Regions from separate parts of the Gossypium hirsutum genome. Here regions 1 and 2 are each linked to region 3. Evidence: chromatin contacts called from public Hi-C data. All regions are on one chromosome and are shown on one strand. The core of a region is the stretch at or near the end of the contact, and the rest is flanking DNA. Distances in the headings are between cores, read along the strand shown. Region 1 holds the start of LOC107948856 (L-type lectin-domain containing receptor kinase VIII.2). Region 2 holds the start of LOC107948854 (fructose-1,6-bisphosphatase, chloroplastic). Region 3 holds the start of LOC107948842.

Evidence for each region. A called contact is a pair of places that touch in the nucleus more often than the background predicts.
Region 1: a Hi-C map of leaf shows a contact between it and region 3, with 1.9 times the contacts expected there. The contact joins the promoter of LOC107948856 here to the promoter of LOC107948842 in region 3. A contact is called at or near these places in 2 of 34 Hi-C or Micro-C datasets (callus and leaf).
Region 2: a Hi-C map of leaf shows a contact between it and region 3, with 2.0 times the contacts expected there. The contact joins the promoter of LOC107948854 here to the promoter of LOC107948842 in region 3. A contact is called at or near these places in 2 of 34 Hi-C or Micro-C datasets (both in leaf).

What each region holds. Positions count from the first base shown.
Region 1 is chrA04:75,434,965-75,438,233 of Gossypium_hirsutum_v2.1, reverse strand. LOC107948856 (L-type lectin-domain containing receptor kinase VIII.2) reads right to left here and starts at 1,305. Exons shown (of 1, transcript XM_016883503.2): 1 at 1-1,305. The coding sequence starts at 956.
Region 2 is chrA04:75,404,556-75,407,555 of Gossypium_hirsutum_v2.1, reverse strand. LOC107948854 (fructose-1,6-bisphosphatase, chloroplastic) reads right to left here and starts at 1,740. Exons shown (of 4, transcript XM_016883502.2): 1 at 943-1,740; 2 at 604-828; 3 at 1-86. The coding sequence starts at 1,371.
Region 3 is chrA04:74,858,229-74,861,320 of Gossypium_hirsutum_v2.1, reverse strand. It overlaps LOC107948842, which reads right to left and starts at 1,441. Exons shown (of 5, transcript XM_016883491.2): 1 at 764-1,441; 2 at 355-666; 3 at 1-259. The coding sequence starts at 1,117.

The sequences.
Region 1 (3,269 bases), core at 56-2,555, 580 kb before region 3:
CATAGGTATAGCACGCAAGAAGCTGTCAAGGCTCCACAAGCACCGCCGAAGACAAACACAACAAGCACTTTCCAAAAACATTTGCTACTCTTGTGCGGTGTTGTAAGAGGTTTGGGGTTTTTTGTAATAGCTTCAGGATCAAGTGGTTGGGAATGCATCCAATTGGGAACCTGCCTTAGCTTAAAACTCCATAAGTGAATACAGCATGTCTGCGAAGAGTTTCCATTTGAAGAACTTAAACCCACAAACACTTGTTCATCATTCCATAGTTTTGACAAGTCGATTGAGTATGAAAGCAAGGGATCATCTGGCCTGGTACTACTAGATTGACTCAACCTAATCTCTAGTCTCTTAGAACTTGCTTCATAATCAATCCACGAATGTAATTTTTCTCCATTGCTTAGTACCAAATTGAGAGAGGATAAATTTCTAGCTTTAACTGATGCAAGGCTACCCACATCAATGGCCACATGGTTTTCATTCAGATCACCATGCTTGGCATCTCTGAAGGTATCAAATTCTACAGCAACAATACCGCTTTTGTTGTTTTTTTCCAATCCAAGAGAAATCCCAAACGTACTATTTCCCAATACATCAACTTTAAAACTACTAGGAACCATAATAAAAGCCAAACCATCACCATTTTTATGAGACATGGAGAAGGAAAAGTAGGTTGAAAAAGAAGCAAGTTTCCTTACTTTACCTTGAACAAGCTTGATGGGTTTCTTGTACATAACTGCCCCAGCACTCCAACTCACTGAGTTAGTAAGTTGAACCCAAGACCCATCATTACCAACATGTGCATCCCCATATAAAGCAATATTGGACTCAAATTTTGGATCTTTACCAAAACTTTTGAAAGAAAAGGAAGAACTGTGCTCTGCAGCTAAGATTTTGGAGAAGAAAACAAGACAAATGAGGGCTGTGAGGTAGTTGGAAAAGAAGAAAATGGCCATCGCAGCTGTGTGTTAGAGAGCTGAAATCTGAGTTTGGTTCTTTTTTGTTGGTCTACAAAGATGTGCCAGGTGATGATTCCATTTTACAACACAAGCTGGTTGCCTTTCCCTTAATTTTTTAAGGCTTGTGGGTGAAGAACCAGAGGAAAGAAAGTAAAGAATATGAAGGTTGGGTTGGAGCGTGTGAAAATTAAATACGTATACTCGTTTCTGCAATGTCTTTATGACTCTCTCTCTCTCTCTCTATCTCGGTGGTTGCTGGCTGAGGGAATATTATAATGGAGAATTTTCAATTTTGCACCCTTGTACTTTTTTCTAATCTCTCAAGTCTACTCAATATCTTTGTGTATTTCCATTTCCATCCATAGTACTTTCTCTTAATTTGTTTCATTAATTAAACTCCCAATAAAGGGAAGAAAAGGTTTGTGACTTTGAGCCTGGAAAAATTACTTGTAATAAAAATGTCAAATTTATTTAAGTACAAATATATGAACCAAATTGGTACTTAGTAATGTGAGTTGTTAAGGGCTCATTAACAACTAGATAAGTAATTTTTTTTAATGGCTGTTTGGAAATTATTGGAACAAGACTTACAGTTATGAAAGCAAACTTGTTAGCTAGGAGAAAAGAGAAAAAGCTAGGAGATGCGTTGGGTAAATAAATGTGATCTCAGGCTGGACGGACGTAGTTATAGCATGTTTGTATATTTGAGTCTACGACGGATGCGAGTGTATGATTCCCACCATCTCTTCCCTTTTTAATTTGCCTTTAGTTTTATAAGAAAGAGGAAATGCATAAAAAAGAAAAAGGAAAAAGGGATTAAATTGCATTGAAGAAAGGGATGAGATCCTTTTCAATTTTTTACTTGCAGGATCGGTCGTCGATAAACTCACCCAACCCAAGCAAAGCTAAGATGGTTGTGCAACGTGCCTGCCTCACTTTACAGCCAACTTCACCTAAAACCTAATGTAAGCGTGCTCTTATCTTCACGCTCACCCAACGTATAATTCCTCATAAATTACTACACTATTTTCTCTTGCCAACTTATTAAAACACCCACTCCTTATCTTCATCTTTAACCATTCTTTCATTTGTATTTACTAAATAAATTTTAAATTAAAAATAATTACTTATTTATTTTTAATTACAAACTAATAAAAATTTAATTACATATTAAACTACCATAAAATTAAATATATTTGACTTTTTTTAGTAAAATATATATATAAGTATTTAAATTTATATTTCACATTGAATTCATTAAACTATATTTATGTAAATTAATTAGTTACCCTTAAAAGATTTTCGTGAAAAATATTAAAATATAAAAGTAAAAAGAAGAAAGAAAGAAAAAATAATTGATTCATCGAACTATTCGAATATTTTTATTTAAGTGACTGAGTTGTTAAATTTTTTTTAAGTCTAGCTAGCAAATTCCAAGTGATAATTTGACGATCAATATAATGGATCAGTACTCATTGACAAGTAGAACATACCTTCTAACCAAATTAATTTGACAATAAATGTCAAAGATAAGAAAAAAAAGCTATTTAAATTTTGATTTACAAATTTATAACGTTCAAAGTTGTTTTATAGAAAAAAAATGAAATATGAAGAGAAAGGGAAGTGAAAAAAATTTTAAATAATTTAATGATTATTTTGTAATTCTTTTGAAATTGAGTGTTTATTTTATTTTATTTTATTTTTTTTCTTTGCGGCGAGGAAAGACTTTTAAGGCAACGTAATCTTATATTCACCTCTGGAAATACTGGCCACAAAAATTCTAACCGTACAACTTGAACGGCAAAATAACACACAAGTAAGGTTTTAAGTATTGAAACTTGAAATTGACTCAACTAACCGTTGAGTGTATGAGCAAGAGTTGGTTATCTTAAATGTAGTCAGTTGTTGCAACAACGAACCCTGCTTTTTCTTTTTATACCTATTTACTTCAGCTTGCCATGATTCGTGAGGTTGCAAAGGAAGAATGAATCTACCGAATTTTTTTTAGTAGGTTAAGGCCGTCAGGCGTAGTTAAATCTGAGTGACAACAGACCTTTGCATTCATTACCTACACTAAATATATTCATGTGGACCAAACTTTGAATCCGAATAACATTGCCTAACTTACCAATAGAAAATGTTTGGTTTAATGGTCTATTCTATTATTTACAAAGCACATGGCATATAATGCTTAAGGTTACAAAGACAGGTGCCGGGTAGGATATGAACTTTGGGTGGAACAAAACCCTTTCGGAACAAAGTTTAGAACCACAAAGCACTGGCACTTGTTTTGTGCATTAAATTTGAAAC
Region 2 (3,000 bases), core at 491-2,990, 550 kb before region 3:
CTTGAATATAGACAATAGCCAGCAACCAATAAATTTCTCCCTGGCTGGCAAACATTGATGATGCATTTTTCTCTCGCTTTATCAAGCTGTATTGTAAACGAGTTGAAACCATTTAGGTAAGAGATTAAAACAGTGGCCTTGTTTAAATAAATGTGGGCTGCTTTTTTGCAGTTCACTTCCACTGTTTAGTTGCAGCTGTAGGATACAAAACTGCAGGTAATTTATGCTGGTTAATTGTGTTCTTGACTGTAAAAGTACCATGGAAGCCCTTGTACTATATAAGTCGGATTGTATTTAGTTTATTTATTCAAAAAATTGACAAACTAGTCTTTGTACATTATATTAATGTGTAAATTTATCATTTTAGTTAAAATTTTAAATAAACTAGTCTTTGTACATTACATTAATGCTGATGTAAATAGATTAATGAAATGGATAAAATTTTGAATAGAAGAATTAAATTACTTTTTCATCTATTACATAGGAACTAATTTATCAATCTTTTGAGTAATGGGGTAAATGCAATCTTACTCCTAATATAGGGCCTCCATGGTATTTTAACCGTTATTGTTTAAGATTAGACTTTACAGATGAAAGGATTACCGTGGAGTTATCATCAAGATCGATAAGGCATTGCTCGTCAGGGCCATATATGCCAAAGATTGATCCAGTTGTTAATGCAGTATCAATATTGGCTGATCCATCAATAGGATCAAAGACAACAATGTAGTTTCCAGAATAAGTTTCTTCAACTGCAACAGGTACATCTTCTTCCTCTGATGCTATAATCCCTGTTCGTCCACTTGATCTTAGGCAGTTGCAGAACAACTAAACTTATATTATGTACCTTGGGTTAGTGAATAAACTTCATAACATGTCATGTTATTTTTGTCTCATGTTACTAAACGACATAAATAAAACCCATTGGAAACATAGACTAACCTCATTGGATATAACGTCCAGCTTCTTCTGGTCTTCACCTTGGACATTGATAGTACCTTGGCCGCCGGTGAGATTAATAATGCTTGATCTTTGGAGCAACGAAGCTATCTGTTTACAAGCCAAGGAGATGCTTGATAGAACAACAGTGAGCTCGGCGTCAATGTTGCCTGCTAGTTCTTGTTTCAACAGCCAAGAGGTTAAATTCTCGAGTGCAAACTGGGTCTTCCTTTGCTCCTTGTTTTGGACTTGTTGTGTCACTGTTTCCGGCAATGGAAGTTCCACCGCTTTACGTTGAACGCCGGTGGAAATTCTGTGTGCGAAACTTGGCGAGTAGTGATTGAAACGATGAAGACTATGAGGAGAGGTGGATCGATGTGACTTTGAGAAGAGGATATTGCAACAGGACGAAGTTGATATTGCCTGAACCATTTTTTCTTTTTCAGTTTTCTATTTTCCGCTGATCCTTTCTATAATTTTGGTTGTGTGTTTAAAACTTCCAATTGGGCAGTTGTTTGCTTATCTGCTTGTTGCTGACAAATGTGTGATGGTGATTATGCCTGCAATCAATCCAAATGGAAGATAGCATCCACCATATAGCCTACCAGGACCCACCTGTATTATGTCAAAGTTTCTATTTTTAGCTCTCTCATTTATATGGGTTTTTGGTTAAAAAGCCTAGTTGGTGTAAATACTAGTTATGGGCTTCAAAGCTCTGTTTCTGGAACCATGGAATTCCACTAAGGTAGTGAATTTGTATCGGTACTTCTTGTGTCCGTCAGAATGTTTTACTCTAATACTAAACCAAAACAATAAACTTTAGGTTTTGTTTTAGTCTAAATTTTAGTATTGTATTAATTGATCTTATCCACATTGACCGATAGAAGCCATTTAAAATTTAAAATTAATTTTTTTTTTAGTTTGGTCTTGTTAGATGGTGGGTTGTTATAAGATGATATTATTGTTTAATTATGGGATTTTTTTTATTTGTTTATTTTAAGTTTGTTTAATAATAAATTGTATTTATGAAGTTTATTGAAAGGATATTTTATATAATTGATGAATATTTTATATTTAGAATTTATTTAATATTTATAAATATTTATATATACATATATAAAATATATTTAAAAAAATAGTAAATCCAAAATGATATATTTGAACACAAATACATACAATAGAAAAATAATAGGTCTTACAGACATGAAATTCTCTCCAAAATCTTGTTGGGTTAAAAGTCATGGATGCTTTAAAGCCCAACCAATATGTAACTAAACTGTACAAAAAAAAAGAAGAAGAAGATAAGTTTATCTTTTAACTTTTATATTTTTGTTAATTTGGTTTTTGATTTTTTTAATTAAACTTGGCTTTTAACTTTTCAAAAAATAGTCAAATTGTTTTTCTAACATATTACTAATTAAAATATTAATTTTTTAACAATGTTAACATGGTAAACTGTGTAACAGTTCACGTGCTCTTTATGTTGACATAACACTATTTGTTTGTATGCCACATCAACAAATTGTTTAATAATTATAAAAAAATATTAAAAAGTATAATAAAATAATTCAAAATTCAATATATATAAAAAATACATAATAATTCAAAAAATTAACATGAAGCACATGTGAATTGTCATATGGGTTGTCATGTTTAAAAATTTAACATTTTAATCAATATTTTCGTTAAAACAATAACAATTTGACTCCTAGATTGATGGTCAAATTTGGAGCTTTTTAAAAAAGTTGATAATCAAATTTGATTCCTTTTAAAAGGAATTAAATGTAAACATTAAGGCCAAAATTTTTATTATGCCAAAAAAAATTATTAGTTCGGTATTTGAAGAATTTCTAAAATTAGTTTAGTATTTATTCTTTCATTTCATCATTAGTTATTTTAGTGTATTTTTTCATTAAAAAAACTAAAATGAAAAATACAACCAATTCAAACGAGATATGCATCCAAAATGTCATACAAGCAGTTCAAAAATTAAAAGCGTAAATTTCAAAAGAAAATTCTAAAAAAATTGTCAAAATGTTATAAAAAAATCTAAATTATAAA
Region 3 (3,092 bases), core at 192-2,691:
TTCCAGCACATTCCCTTTTTCTAGTTGGATTGCCCAAGAAAACTGCCCTCATACCCGACCCGTTTGGCGTCTGGGTTTGCTGCTGCAGAGGGGTCCATGCAGATTGGGACAAACCCATAGGCCTATTGCTACTATTATTACTCCTCACTCTGCTTTGGACCACATGGTTATGGTGGTGCGAATGCAGCTGCTGCTTTTGTCCTGCCCAAACCGATGCATTTTGTTGTTTCATTAGCAACTGTTGCTTCAGCATCTGAAACTGAGACATAACAGAAAACGACCAATTTTATATACTTAAGAGGGAAAAAAACAATCCAAGTAAAACATTTCTAGGTCTGGTTTAAGGTTTTTTACTTGAGCGGCCTGTAGTTTCTGGTGAGCAAGAGACTGAGTAGGCAGGTAAAAGCCAGTAACATCGGCGTTCGGTGAGAACTTCCTTGCCGAAGAACCTAAGAGGCCTCTGTTGTTGAGCCCACCGTATGATTCTTCACTCATTCGCATCCTTGCAACTTCCTCTGCCGCCGCATACAGCAAATCCCATGTTCCCGGCGGTGACGGAACTCGGGATTGGCAAGTAGGGCTTCCACGGCTAGACCCTTGCATGCAACAGCACCCGCTCCTTGATACACATAAGGTTGATTGCGGCGAACTGGACATGACCCGACCCTTAAAAAAGCAAAAATAAAAATAAAACTAAAATAAGAAACCGTCCTTGAATCAAATAACTTAGTGGAGAAGTTGAGTGTTAAGTTCTTCAATAGACCTTAGGGTTTTCAGAAGCAAAGGCACGGACGTTTCTGCGAATACCGTCTTCGAGGGTAGAGTGAGCCATTTGACGAGTTAACCCAGCAAGATAATCTTCTTCGTCACTCTCTGTCTCAGTAGAACCCACCACTGACTCAACCGGAGAACTTGGATCCGAAGAGAAACCCAAAGACCCAAACCCATAAGGGAACTCGTAGGGAAACAAAGACTTAGAACTGTCAAGCTCTAATCCAAAACCACCATCAACATACTTGGGATTGCTCTTAGCCTTACTATTGTCGATGCCCAAGTCGTCGTCGGTTAAAAACTGAGGTGGAAGCCAAAACTCAGCGTCGTCTAAAACCTGCGCCATGAGAAAGAAAAGCAAAGCTAAAGAATGAAGATATCAGAGAAAGGACACCAAAAGGTAAGAAATTGATGAGTAGAGAGTAATGGATGGTTGCTGCTTGGTTAAGATTTAATAATAAGCAGTTGCATCTCTGTTTTGGTGGCCATGGCAGAGTTCGGGGCCCACCAAAAAAATATATATTTTTTAAGAAAATGCCCTATTCACAACTGAGCAAAAAGTGGAGAGGTGGGGAGAAAGAGGTGAGAAATGGGGGGATTTTCAGTGAGAAAAAGCAATGAAAGAGAAGATTACAGAAAAAGCGGGGATGAGTTTCCCACTCGGTGATATAGGAAGGTTGGAACACGCTCCTACTATATTGTAGGGTCCATGGAGGGAGCTGCAGGCTTGCATCCAGGTAAGTGGGGCCAATTCAAAATATAGGAAGCACTTGAACCAGCATGTGATAGGGCCACCATTTTCTTTTTCTATTTTTAATTCCATCAAGCCGTTTTTTAAGGCTAAATTGCTTAATTAGATGCAAAACAAAATCTAATTTTTCTTTTTCTTTTTTAATTTCAATACCTTGAACCCAGGGGCTATGCTTTCCACTTGGCAGTCCAGGGAGTCATTCACCATCTATATTTAATTTTTGTTTATTATATTTTTATAATTATATACTTACATAATTTAAATTTTTGAAAAATCTTACTTATTATAAGAAATTATTATTATGATAGTAAAAAAATAGGGTTTTTACTAAAATGTTATAAAAAATAAAATAATATACAAAAATAATATATTTAAAAAATTATGTACCAAAATAATACATTTAGGATAATCACGCTTGGTGCATAGGCGACACTACTTTACTCTGACACAAAAAAACTGTTAAAAAATATTATTATATTTTAAAAAAATAAAATCTATTAAAAAAATTGATGTGATATTAGTGAAGGGCAAGCCAGAGGTGACATTGGTGAAGCCTATACCATAAGTGGCACCTACACCCCCAAACCTCTTCCGTCTCTGTTTAAGTTAAAAAAAACTATCATGAATTTTTTTAAACAATACGTTAAAGAAAAGTAATATTATTTCTGTTAAAAAAATAATATATTAAAAAAAACCTATTAAAAAATAAAATTTACTTTTAATAGTTACATTTTTTTTCAAATTGATATTTATTTATTTTTTAAGTTAAATTAAACTAATTTTTAAAAATAATTAAATTGTTATTTTTAAGAAAAATATTATATTTTTAGAAATTAAAACACAAATCACATTTCACATGGACATTCAAAATTAAAAATAATAATACAAAATCCATGTGAAATGTGATGTGTATTTTAATATCTAAAAATATAATATTTTTATTAAAAATAACAATTTAACTATTTTTAAAAATTAGTTTAATTTAACTTAATAATAAATAAAGATTAATTTGAAAAAAAATGTAAATATAAAGGTAAATTTTATTTTTTGTTTTTTTAACAGCTTTTTTTTAACATATTACTGTCTTTTTTAACAGAAATAATATTATTGTTTTTTTAACATATTGCTTAAAAAATCCATGATACAATTTTTTTTTAACTTAGATAGAGCTGGAGGGGGTTTGGGGGTATGGGTGTCACCTATGGCATAGGCTTCACCAGTGCCGTCTCTAGCTTGCCCTACACCAGTGTCACATCAATTTTTTTAACAGACTTTATTTATTTTTAAATATAATAGTTTTTTTTTTGACAATTTTTTTATGTCAGAGTAAGGTGGTGCTGTCTATGCACCAGGCATAACCACCTTAAATATACTATTTTGGTACATAATTTTTTAAATATACTATTTTCGTATTTTATTCTTTATTATAATATTTTAGTAAAAACCCCTAAAAATAAAATAAAATCATCATCTCTATTATGTTATGGTAGTCTAAAAAAGTAGTTGATAATACGATTATTAGTAAAAATAATAAGTATCATATGTAATTTTACCTAATTATTTTAGTGCA